Linked DNA regions of Zea mays: region 1 is linked to region 2. A link is a contact called in public Hi-C data. All regions are on one chromosome and are shown on one strand. Each heading gives the region's core, a stretch centred on a gene start, on an enhancer-like site or on the middle of the called end of the contact. The rest is flanking DNA. Distances are from core to core; before and after follow the strand shown. Region 1 has its middle 70 kb from the start of LOC103632982. Region 2 holds the start of LOC100280936 (protein capI).

Region 1 (5,846 bases), core at 1,192-3,691, 83 kb before region 2:
AGAACTCGCCACCACGATCTGATCTAAGACGTTTGATCTTTCTCTCTAGTTGGTTTTCAACCTCAGTCTTATAGATTTTAAAGTAGTATAAAGCCTCATCTTTAGTTTTTAGCAAGTATACATAGCAAAATCTAGACGCATCATCAATCAATGTCATGAAGTATCTCTTACCACCTTTTGTCAACACACCATTCATCTCACAAAGATCAGAATGTATGAGTTCTAGTGGTGCCAGGTGTCTCTCCTCAACAGCCTTATGAGGCTTTCGAGGTTGCTTCGACTACACACAACTATGGCACTTAGAACCTTTGACTATGGTGATATTCGGAATTAAACTCATGGTTGCAAGCCGAGACATAGAGCCAAAATTAATATGACACAAACGAGAATGCCAAATACTCGCAAGATCACCAACATTAGCACAAATATGGTTCACAGACTTATTATTGAAATCTAACAAAGAAAAGCGGAACAAGCCTCCGCAATCATAGCCTTTACCAATAAATTGTCCAGACTTGGACACAACTAATTTATTGGACTCCAAAACTACCTTGAACCCATCTCTACATAGAAGGGTTCCGCTAACGAGATTCTTGTGTATAGAAGGGACATGATGCACGTTCTTCAGCTGCACGATCTTTCCCGAAGTAAACTTCAGATCCACCGTGCCAGTGCCATGAACAGAAGCATGTGACCCATTCCCCATTAGCACGGAAGAATCTTGGGCGCCCTGATAAGAAGAGAACAAGTTAATGCCAGAACACACATGAACATTAGCACCAGTATCAAGCCACCAGCTAGGTGATTGAAATACTGAGAAGATGAAAGGTAAATTATCATACCCTTTGTCTTCCTCATTGCTAGCGACCACTGTGTTGACATTGCCCTTTTTGCCACGGCGATCCACTCGATCGGGACAATCCTTGGCAAAATGACCCGCCTCGCCACATACGAAACATGTCAATTCAGCCTTGTTCTTCTTCTTCTTGAAGTTGGTAGTTTTGTTGGGCTTGTTAGATTTTGGCTTTCCTTTCCCCTTGTTGTGGTTCCTTTGAACCATGTTGGCGCTGGAGTTGCCCTCGCCTCCTTTAGATCCTGTGTCCTTAGCCCGAGCTTTCTCCTCAACATCCAGAGACGCTATCAGATTTTCAACTGATATCTCCTGTCTCTTATGTTTCAGAGCTGTGGCGAAGTTCCTCCATGTAGAAGGCAACTTTGCAATAATGCACCCAGCCACAAATCGGTCAGGAAGGACTATCTTAAGGTGGTCGAGTTCCTTGGCTATACACTGTATTTCATGAGCTTGCTCTACAATAGAGCGATTATCAACCATCTTATAATCATGAAAGCTCTCCATGATATACAGGTCACTGCCAGCATCTGATGCACCATACTTAGTAGTAAGTGCATCCCACAACTCTTTCTCGTCCGTGTATTGCATATTCGCATCAACCAGACGGTCAACAAGGGCGCTAAGAACGGCTCCCGTGAACATAGTATTGGCATGGTCGTACTCTTTCTCCTGTTCAGGAGTCAGTGGACCCTCAGGTCTGCCTTTACTAACATGGAAGACATTCATAGCAGTAAGCCAGAGCGTGGCCTTGACTTGCCATCTCTTAAAGTGCATACCATTAAACTTTTCTGGCTTTAGCGCGTCGGCAAAAGTAGCCATAGAAAAACTAGGAAATTGTCTACAATAAGGTTTTTGGATTGTTGAATAATTAGACAGATTCCAGTTTAAATTCCGAATATAAATCATGACCAAATCAGAAGAACTGAAATAACAAGCCAAATCAGATGATGCGTACAGCAGTCGGTTCCGGAGACCTGCTCTCCTGATCGCAGATGCACCTCTGCGGTCGGGAGGGAACTAAAAGGCGGCTCAGCTATGAAGAGAGGCGAAAGCGAACTGGGATCTGGGATGATATGTAGACAGGCTGCCGGGCTCCTTTTATAGGGCCGAGTCCGCAAGGCGAGGGGCCGGATTTCGGTGGACCATTCACGCGCATGTCGTGCGCCCGCGCCCCGCCCCGCCCCGCCCCGGCCCGGCGAGGCGAGCGAGCGAGCGAGCGCACGTGTGGCTCTCCACACTCTCTCCTCTCATCCATGACTTGGTGAGTGAGTGTGGCTTCCATATTTAAGCTAGCTCTACTCCACTAGAGCTAGCAATATGGTGCTAATGGTTCCACCTATCCTCTAGTCATTCTCTTGTATGGGCTTTTGAGATTTTCTGGGATTTATTTAAATTTCTTAATTGGGCCAAGCCCATAAATCCTAACAGCGACGACCTGGCACGTACTTATGGCGCAAGAACGCGACCAGAATTAAGAGACGGTGATGGGTTTGTTTGGGATGGAACGGAACGATCGCATATGCATTCACGCACAGGAACAGGATCACACTCACAGCTCTGGAGACTGCAGCTTGACGTCTCAACCACCGAGCTGCTGCACCTGCATGCATGGCTCCACCCCCACGCGGCACGGCAATGTAGTAATGTTACCTGACTGCTGACTGGACTGATGAAAGTGAAGCGCAGCTAGCTCTCATTATCCAGCACGGTCCAATCGGCGATCTGTACCCACCGACGGGCGCGAAGCTGCCGTAGATCGGCGGCAACGAAAGGCGGCGGTACGTCCAAGAGAAAATAACAATAATATCCCGGGGAGGGGAGGGGGACGAGGGCGCCACTTGCCTGCGTGATCATTGTGCGTCCGTCTCATTCGTCAATAATCGTCAGATCGATATGCATGTACGGTGTGCTGCTGCATGCCTACGTCCCTGCAGCGAGCGCTACTAGATCCAAGATAATGTTTGCATTTCAACGTCTCGCTTTGGCTCCATTCACTGGTTGGTGCCAAGTTAGTCTCTGTTTAGGTCAGGAACAAAGTTTTTTTAGAACCGCAGTTTTTAAAAATAATATAGTATACTTTAGTCATGACAAAATCATAGTTTACAATAATACAGTTTTAAAAACTGAAGTCCAAACTTAAATTTAGAATACTCTAAAACAGCTACAATATTTACAATAATTCAGTTTTAAAAATAGAGATTTTAGATAACTTGTCAAACATCTCTGTATATATAATATTTTAGTATTTGAGAATACTTCAGTATTCTTCTAAAACTGTAAAAAAAAAAATTTGGCTTTCAAACACTTCCTCAGCGGCTGCAATGCTCGGTGTCGGCGCTCTGTCTTGGGTGTGGCGACTCTGCAGTTTGTTGTATTTTATTTTAAGAAAATCTAGCAGGGCATCCCGATCGGCGGACAACCAGTCCTCCCCTCTCCCTTTCTCCTCAGTGAATCTGTTGCACAAACGCGCGCGCAGCGACGGCGATGGGCGCGGAGGCCATGTCACGCACGACGTGGCAAGTGCGCCGGTGGCGCGGGACAGCAACGACAGCCGCAGGGGCCACGCCGATCGCCGACCTGCGCGAGGACAGGCGAAGGGTCTCTGCGGCTCTGCGCAGAGCCGGCCGACACAGAGTGGCTGGCACGGAGCGCGACAGCGAGGACGAATCAAGAAACCATCCGTTCCTCGGAACGGGCAGGTCGTAGTTTGTTCGTGCTTTGGAGTCGACGCCCTTGCTTAAACCGTTTCTTTCTATTTTCTTTTTTCCCCTCTAGTCAAATAAGCTGCCACGTCAAATTTTTACTTATATGACAAGTTGATTTACTTTCTACAGAAACTACCGAGATACTACATTGTGAGTGCCCACAGGTATTGAGCGTTGGTTTTCAAACCAAACCTACCTAGTACCCGCTAAAGGCTTATCCAGTTAGTAATGGATTGAAGAGGATTAAATATCTTTTTAATCAAAATTGAATAGAAAGAAACTTTAATCCTCTTCGATATCTGCGTAACCGAACAAGACCTAAAATGAGGTGGGAAAATCTCAAAAAAAGGAGAGGTTAGACGTATTTACTCTATCCTAAAATAAATACTTTTTAGGAGTTTAATAGTGTAGCTTTAATCACATATACATAATTATGTAAATATTTATAGTATAAAATTAGTATTATTAGATATATTGTTAAATTTGTTTTTATAATAAGTTTATTCTAGAGATATAAGCGTTGTTAATTTTTTTTATAAATCTAATAAAAATTAATTGGTATAAATTGAGAGCACCTAGAGGGGGTGAATAGGTGATCCTGTAAAACTCGAAACTTAACTCACAAAAACTTGGTTAAGTGTTAGCACAAATAATGCCGAGTGGCTAGAGAGGAGTCTCAACAAAACACAATAACCACAAGAGATCAATCACAGAGATGGCACAGTGGTTTATCCCGTGGTTCGGCCAAGACCAACGCTTGCCTACTCCACGTTGTGGCGTCCCAACGGACGAGGATTGCAATCAACTCCTCTCAAGCGGTCCAAAGACCCACTTGAATACCACGGTGTTTTGCTTGCTTTACTATATCCCGTTTGCGAGGAATCTCCATACTTTGGAGCCTCTCGTCCTTACACTTAGATGATCACAAAGAAGCACGGAGTAAGGGAGGGATGAGCAACACACTCAAGACAAGAAATCACAGCAACACCACGCACACAAGTCGCAACAAGAGCTCGCAACACAACTCAATGAGTTCACAACTCAACTAGAGCTCTAATTGCTATCGCAAGGAATCGAAAGCGCGGAATCGATGTCTTAGTGCTTAGGAATGCTTAGAGAATGCTTGGTGTGTTCCTCCATGCGCCTAGGGGTCCCTTTTATAGCCCCAAGGCAGCTAGGAGCCGTTGAGAGCATTCCAGGAAGGTTGATCTTGCCTTCTGTCGCCTGGCACACCGGACAGTCCGGTGCACCACCGGACACTGTCCGGTGCGGATTTCTTTCCTTATTTGGCGAAGCCGACCGTTGGCGCCTGGGAGCCGTTGGCGCACCGGACACTGTCCGGTGCACACCGGACAATCCGGTGCCCCAAAGTGATCGTTGGCTCGGCCACGCGTCACGCGCGGAATCCTCGGCCGACCATTGCCCCGGCAGACCGTTGGCTCACCGGACACTGTCCGGTGCACACCGGACAGTCCGGTGAATTATAGTCGTACGCCGTTAATTCCTTCCTGAGAGCAGCTAGTTTGCCTGAGCCAGCCTGGCGCACCGGACAGTCCGGTGCACCCAGACTGCGCTGACCTTGGCAGAACTTAGCCATCTCTTCTTCAATTCAATCTTTCCTGTTTCCAGCACTTAGACACAATACATTAGTCCATAAAACAATGTACTAAGTCTAGAAACATACCTTTTGACTTGATTTGCAATTTGTCCACCACTTTGCATAGATTAACACAAAAACACTTGTGTTGGCACTCAATCACCAAAATACTTAGAAATGGCCCAAGGGCACATTTCCCTTTCAATCTCCCCCTTTTTGGTGATTTATGCCAACACAACATAAAACAACTAGAACAAGTGCAATATCAATGCAAATGAGAACTCAATATTGTTTTGATTCATATTTGGCATATATGGATCACTTTTTGCCACCACTTGGTTTGTTTTTGCAAATCAAACTTAAATTTCTTTCTCTAAGTCAAACACACTTGTTAAGACATAAAGAGAGTCATTCCAAGAGAAATTGATTCAAGATTTCAAAAACTCCCCCTTTTCCCATAATCAACACTTCTCCCCACAAGAAGCCAACTTTTGACAAGAGAGACAATAAAAGAGTTTTGACAAACCAAAAACTCTATTCTACTCTTTTCAAAATTTCTCAAGTGGTAGCTGATCCATTTATTGCTTTGGCCTTTATTTTCTCCCCCTTTGGCATTGATAGTCGCCTAGAGGGGGGGTGAATAGGGCGAAACTGAAATTTACAAATATAAACACAACTACAAGCCGGGGTT
Region 2 (6,168 bases), core at 207-2,706:
GCTGCGCGCAAGTGCCGACGAATCACAGCGCGCGGCGGCTGACTACCGGCCGTGGCTGTTTGGTCGCCGCACACAGGCACCGCCGCCGTGCTGGGCGGATCTCACACATCGTCCTTGCCTCTCCGTCTCCGGCTCCGCGCGCGTCTGCTTTCGTTGTCCTCTCCGGTCTCTCTGCGGACACAACGATTATACATGAAACCTTACCAAGGCAGGCAGGCAGGCAGCGTTCTTCCAGCTAGCCTTGCCAAAGCCAAGCAAGATCGTCACCGTCCTATATATGGCCTTTTCGTCTACGCTCCATCCCTCCATTTCCAAACGGACCGTCGGACCGACGCTTTACCCGTACACAAAAAGAGGCATCAATGCGCCCCTGGCGGGCTGGGCCCATGTAATGTGCCGGCGATGGACCGAGAGCACGTCACATGCTTTATGACAACGATCGATCTTCCAAGCCCCAACCATAAGTCTATGTGGTTTTCATTCAGTGCCACGTGATCTCAATACAGATCAACAACAGAGTCGTTGTAATGTACTTCCTCCGGTTTCCTATTAGTTGTCGTTTAGGACAACGACACGGTCTCCAAAATATAAATTTGACCAATGTTTTTTGTTAAAATACAAATGAACTCTTAATACATTTATACTTTTATAAAAGTACTTTTTATAACAAATTGGCGCATATAAATATTAGGTTCCAAAACTAAATAACAAAATAATTATTTGTAGTCAAAATTTTATAAGTTTGACTCGAACCTTATCCAAAACGAAAACTAATAGGAAATCGGAGGGAATATCTTTTAGCTTGTTTCATAGTTAACTCTATAAGATTCTTCAATTCGATCGGGCATATATCTGCCACCTGTTTTTAGCAAAAACACATGCACTTAATTGTGAACTAAATGAGACAGTATTCTTACGATGAGAGGTCTATATATTTACTCTCTCCGTTTCTTTTTAGTTGTCGCTGGATAGTTCAATTTTGCACTATTCAGCGACAACTAAAACGAGACAGAGGGAGTATCTATCCAGTCCATCACACACATTTGCACAGTGCGGCGCTCAATGCTAAAATAGTAGTAGTAGTGAAGTCTGGCCAATCCATCCATCGGCCAGCCATTGACTCGCCCACAGCACAAAGGTCCGCGCACACGTTTCACACTGCCACAGTGTGGCCTGCCATGGGCGAATGAACTCCGATCCGATGCGATCCTACCGAAAACACTACGTACCTCTTCGTTTACCAAATGACAGCACGCACCAAATTAGGCAGGGAGGTGAGGATCCCAAAATCACAAGCACGCACGCACCGGACGACGAGTGGCCTCCAACCGAAACCAAAAACCACTCGCCCCGCGTGGGCCCTTCTCCTTTTGCTTGCTCCCCTGCTGCGTTTCACTCCCTCTCTTCCCCCGTGGCCCTTTATATCCACACGCTTGCTCTTCTCACTCCCTCCTCAGCTAGCCTGCTTGCTTCGAGCCTAGCTGTCTCCGTCCGTCTAGCTCCAGCTCTCCCTCGAGGCCCGGAACGCGAGGACGACGAAGAGCAGAGCCCCAGGCAGCCACAATGCCGTCGTCGGGGATCACCGCGGTGGACGCGGCCGCCAAGGGGATGAAGCTGGAGCGGTACGCCAGCGGGGGCGCGCTGCTGCTGCGCCGGGCGACCAGCGCCAAGCTCGTGTCCGCGTCGTCGCACCTGCTCTTCCGCGCCACCGTGCTGGCCACGCTCGCGCTCGTCTTCCTCTTCACGCTGCACTACCCGTCCCTCCTCTCGCGCTCCTTCCACCTCTCCGCCGGCGGCGGCGGCGGCGCCGACGACGGCGCGCGCTCCTCCGCCTCGCACCGCAGCCTGCTCATGTCCTCGGCGTCGTACGGGGGCGCCGCGTGGGAGAAGGAGGTGCGGCGGAGCGCCAGGCCGAGCCGGGACGGGGGCATCTCCGTGCTGGTCACCGGCGCCGCGGGCTTCGTGGGCACGCACTGCTCGCTCGCGCTGAGGGCCCGCGGCGACGGCGTCCTGGGCCTCGACAACTTCAACTCCTACTACGACCCGTCGCTGAAGCGCGCGCGCCAGGCGCTGCTGGCCAGCCGCGGCGTCCTGGTGCTCGACGCCGACATCAACGACGCCCCGCTGCTGGAGAGGCTCTTCGACGTGGCGGCGTTCACGCACGTGCTGCACCTGGCCGCGCAGGCCGGGGTGCGGTACGCCATGGAGGCGCCGCAGACGTACGTGGCGTCCAACGTGGCCGGGCTCGTCAGCGTCTTGGAGGTGGCGGCCAAGCACGCCGACCCGCAGCCGGCGGTCGTCTGGGCCTCGTCCTCGTCCGTGTACGGGCTCAACACCGACGCGCCCTTCTCCGAGGACCACCGCACCGACCGCCCGGCGTCGCTGTACGCGGCCACCAAGAAGGCCGGCGAGGCCATCGCGCACGCCTACAACCACATCTACGGGCTCTCCATCACCGGCCTCCGCTTCTTCACCGTGTACGGGCCGTGGGGCCGCCCCGACATGGCCTACTTCTTCTTCGCCCGCAGCATCGTGGCCGGCGAGCCCGTCACGCTGTTCCGCGCCGCCGACGGCTCCGACGCGCGCCGCGACTTCACCTACATCGACGACGTCGTCAAGGGCTGCCTCGGCGCGCTCGACACCGCCGGCAAGAGCACCGGCTCCAGGTCCGGCAGAAAAAGCGGGCCAGCGCCGCTCCGCGTCTACAACCTCGGCAACACCTCCCCCGTGCCCGTCACCCGGATGGTGGCCATCCTCGAGAAGCTGCTGGGCAGGAAGGCCAACAAGCGCGTCGTCACCATGCCCAGCAACGGCGACGTGCCTTTCACCCACGCCAACGTCAGCCACGCCGCGCACGACTTCGGCTACCGCCCTACCACCTCCCTCGAGGCCGGCCTCCGCCACTTCGTCGACTGGTTCGTCAGCTACTATAAGCTCGACGCCAAGATCGCCAAGCCCGCCGCCGCCGACGACGACAAGCCCGCGAAGAAGAAGAAGAAGAACAAAGCCATGTCGGCGTCGTCGTGATCGTACGTTCATCGATCAAGCACACACGGGCACACAGAAACAGAGCACCGCCACCGCCAAGCACAGTCACCAAGTGTGTATTCTCTAGCTAGTTCTCGGAGGCCTTTTTCTTTTCTTTTTGTCTGTAACCATGTATTGTTCAAGCCCTCGCTACATACTTGCTCCTCCTCCTTATGCTGATAGTGCTTAGTAGGAAGGAATAATGATGCAAATAACTGTTGCATTCATATTGGTACGTAGATATATAAAAAAAAGATCAAACAGAGGAGGAGTGAGGACAGATTGAAGAAAGATCAAGTCACTGGCTCCCCCCCTCTAGCTCCCTACCCTACCAGTCAAATTGTTCTCTTGTTCTGTTCTTGTTTCACCATCTCGTGATCTGAAAAACCATGTACGTCAAGATTCTATGCCGGAACGGGTGGACGCCAAAAGCAAAACCGTGCACCGCGGCTACGATACTTTCAGCTCTACTCGTACGCTGCGTTTCTGGATCCGGAACCCTTCCCCCATCCAGAGCCAGTATCCGAACAGACTCGCACGTATTGGGGGGCCCTGCTGCCACATTTCGGTCTGGTTCTTCGACAGCGCGTGTTCGTGTGTGGCTAGCAATGAAATGTTTTATTTGCGTGTCAGTGTGTCGTCGAGTAATGAAGCCTGTTGGCTACGATACTTTCAGCTCTACTCCTTTTAGCATCTTTAATGGGCGCATCGGTACAAGCCTGTCGTTTGCTGGCCGCAGACGCAGAGCCAGTCCAGTCCACTCCAGTCCGCTGCTTCCAGACTTGAGTGGCGAGGTAAGTAGCAGTAGAAGCGTGTCTGTGTCTGCCAGCTGGGATGCTAGTATTTTAGGCGCCAAATGGAATGTCGGCACCGTGTCATGAGACTACTTTTTACATTTGCAGCGCAAAGCTTCAGCAACAGTCCACATGCCTTCTCTTCTGCTTCTTCTTGCATCAAAGTTTCTGAAACGGCAATCGTTTTCCTTCTCCTTTTTTCCCTCTGATGGTGAGCGGAAATCATCATATACATGATAGCGGAGAGTTGATTGTGACACAGGATAAAAAAAAGAAACATGGAGTTGTGCGTTTCTGCAGCAGTAGTGATCTAAAAACATTGGATTCTTTTGGATCCCTTCTAAAGCCAATTAATTCCCCGCTGCCAGCATATCTGTCTGTCCATGCTGGCACCCGTTCTGATTCATCCAACCATGATGCATCCAGGCCGGTTTGTCTTGTCCACTCCTGCCTTGGCACATTCGTCAGATTCCGGTGAAACAGTGTTGTCTACGTAGAGTATGTACCTTACAGGACCAAAAGGAGAAAGAAATATATGACTTCGTACTGTACGTATGTACCCTGTCAAAAATGCTTCTGCTTGCAGACACAAATCTGGCCCTGTCAATATTTTTCTCCATCAATCCTGATTGCGTTGTAGGCTTGTAGCTCAGCTATAGTGATCCATGGTGGGTCGGTGGTCTGGGATTTAGTTCTTAGCTAAGTATAAGAAACAATTAAGAAAATATATGATTTAACTCAGAGACTCTAGACCATAAATACAGCTAAAAGACAATGTATATAGAGAATCGTGTAGAGACGAGCTGTTCGCGAGGAACATGTCTCTTGTACTTTTTTCTTCAATTAATCCTCTAGAGACTTCTTAAGAGACTTTATATAAAATAGGGTTGTATAATTGGACAGTAAACTCTGATTGGCATTTACTACAGACCAAGTATCTCTTTTTGAAGGAAAAAAAAGTGCGGCATTTTCAGTGCACATCATGGAACCAAAGCCAGGGGCCAATTATATACATCAGGAGAAATAAATTCGCTGTCGGTGTCTAGACGGTTCTTGCAATCTGGTGCAACGCTGCAGCCCCCCCCCCCCAAAACAACGCATTGAATCGATCAGGGCTCGTAGGACCAGAGAGGATCTGATAAGTTGTGCAGAAAGCGACAGATATATGCTAGGGCAGGTACAATCCCATTCATTAGACGTATCTAAGAGAGGTTAATTCATATATTTTCACAAAGAGCCCGTCTGTATATGATCCTTCGTTCATATCGTCATTTATTATGATCCAGAAACCGTGGCCTAATCTTGACATTGTCTGTGAGTTCTTCACCAACATGCGAAAAAAGTGAGTTCCACTCTCTCTCTCTCTCTCGTGCTCTAGGTAGTTGTATTTGTATTATGTTTAGACCCAATCCAACTGCATGGATATGGCTTGCTCGCCGCAAACATGGCTGTTCCTATCACATCGTTCTGGCTCGCCTCCATTACGCGCCAAGCAGCAGGGATTCGGTTGGATGGCGAGATGTTGCCAACTGCCAGACCCACTAAGCAAACCATCGGTGGCGACCTGAATCTGCCCCGTACCTTCGGTCTTAGCGTTAGCAACGACGTGACTTGCATGCTCGAATCCAAAGCGCCACGCTTTTTAATGTGAGTTCGCCTGGTCGAGGAATCGAGACAGACAGATATGTTGCGGATTTATCCAATATATATATATATATATATATATATATATATATATATATATATATATATAAAATATATATATATATATATATATATATATATATATATATATATATATATATATATATATATATATATATATATATATACACGCGCGCGCGCGCGCGAGGCGACATTTTCTATGTAGGCGGGATTGGAAGCGTAACGGTTTTGTATCGAAGGAATATGACCCAGCCTTTGGACTGTGACTTGAATGTCAATGCTTTAGATTTTGTATTTGACAGTGGCGGTGGTTGGACTTGCAACTCGGTAGTCGGTACCATTTGGCGCCTACGACTTTCTGCAGATTATCCAGACACATGTTCTCCCTTTCTTTTTATACGTTGCCTCTCATTTTCAACTCTTCCATAGTTTTAGTCTTTTTGAAAAAGGAAATTCTCATTTCAATCAGCTTGTGCAAGGAAAATCGGGATTATCGGATTTATCGGAATTTTATCGGATATAGACACATTAAAAAGCGTGGCGCACCTAGAAAAAATAACTCAGTTCATCGGCTGATAGAAAAAAATATATCGAAACAGGAAAATCGGGTTCATCGGAGATAATATCGCCGATAAAGTTTTCCCTGGTATCCAGTATATGGGTGGAGGTACAGTGGTCTTGT

The links. A called contact is a pair of places that touch in the nucleus more often than the background predicts.
Region 1: a Hi-C map of leaf shows a contact between it and region 2, with 2.3 times the contacts expected there. The contact joins the enhancer-like site here to the promoter of LOC100280936 in region 2. A contact is called at or near these places in 2 of 25 Hi-C or Micro-C datasets (bundle sheath and leaf).

Annotation. Positions count from the first base shown.
Region 1 is chr7:142,139,051-142,144,896 of Zm-B73-REFERENCE-NAM-5.0, reverse strand. No RefSeq gene overlaps it. Among protein-coding and RNA genes, the nearest start is that of LOC103632982, 70 kb to the left of the region's middle. Within about 2 kb of position 2,441, at least 16 of the 20 cell types and tissues checked have an H3K27ac peak or open chromatin away from gene starts, as enhancers often do. A contact at or near this core is called in bundle sheath and leaf, where this site is marked.
Region 2 is chr7:142,054,848-142,061,015 of Zm-B73-REFERENCE-NAM-5.0, reverse strand. It overlaps LOC100280936 (protein capI), which reads left to right and starts at 1,456. Exons shown (of 1, transcript NM_001153856.2): 1 at 1,456-3,315. The coding sequence starts at 1,564. The coding sequence ends at 3,027.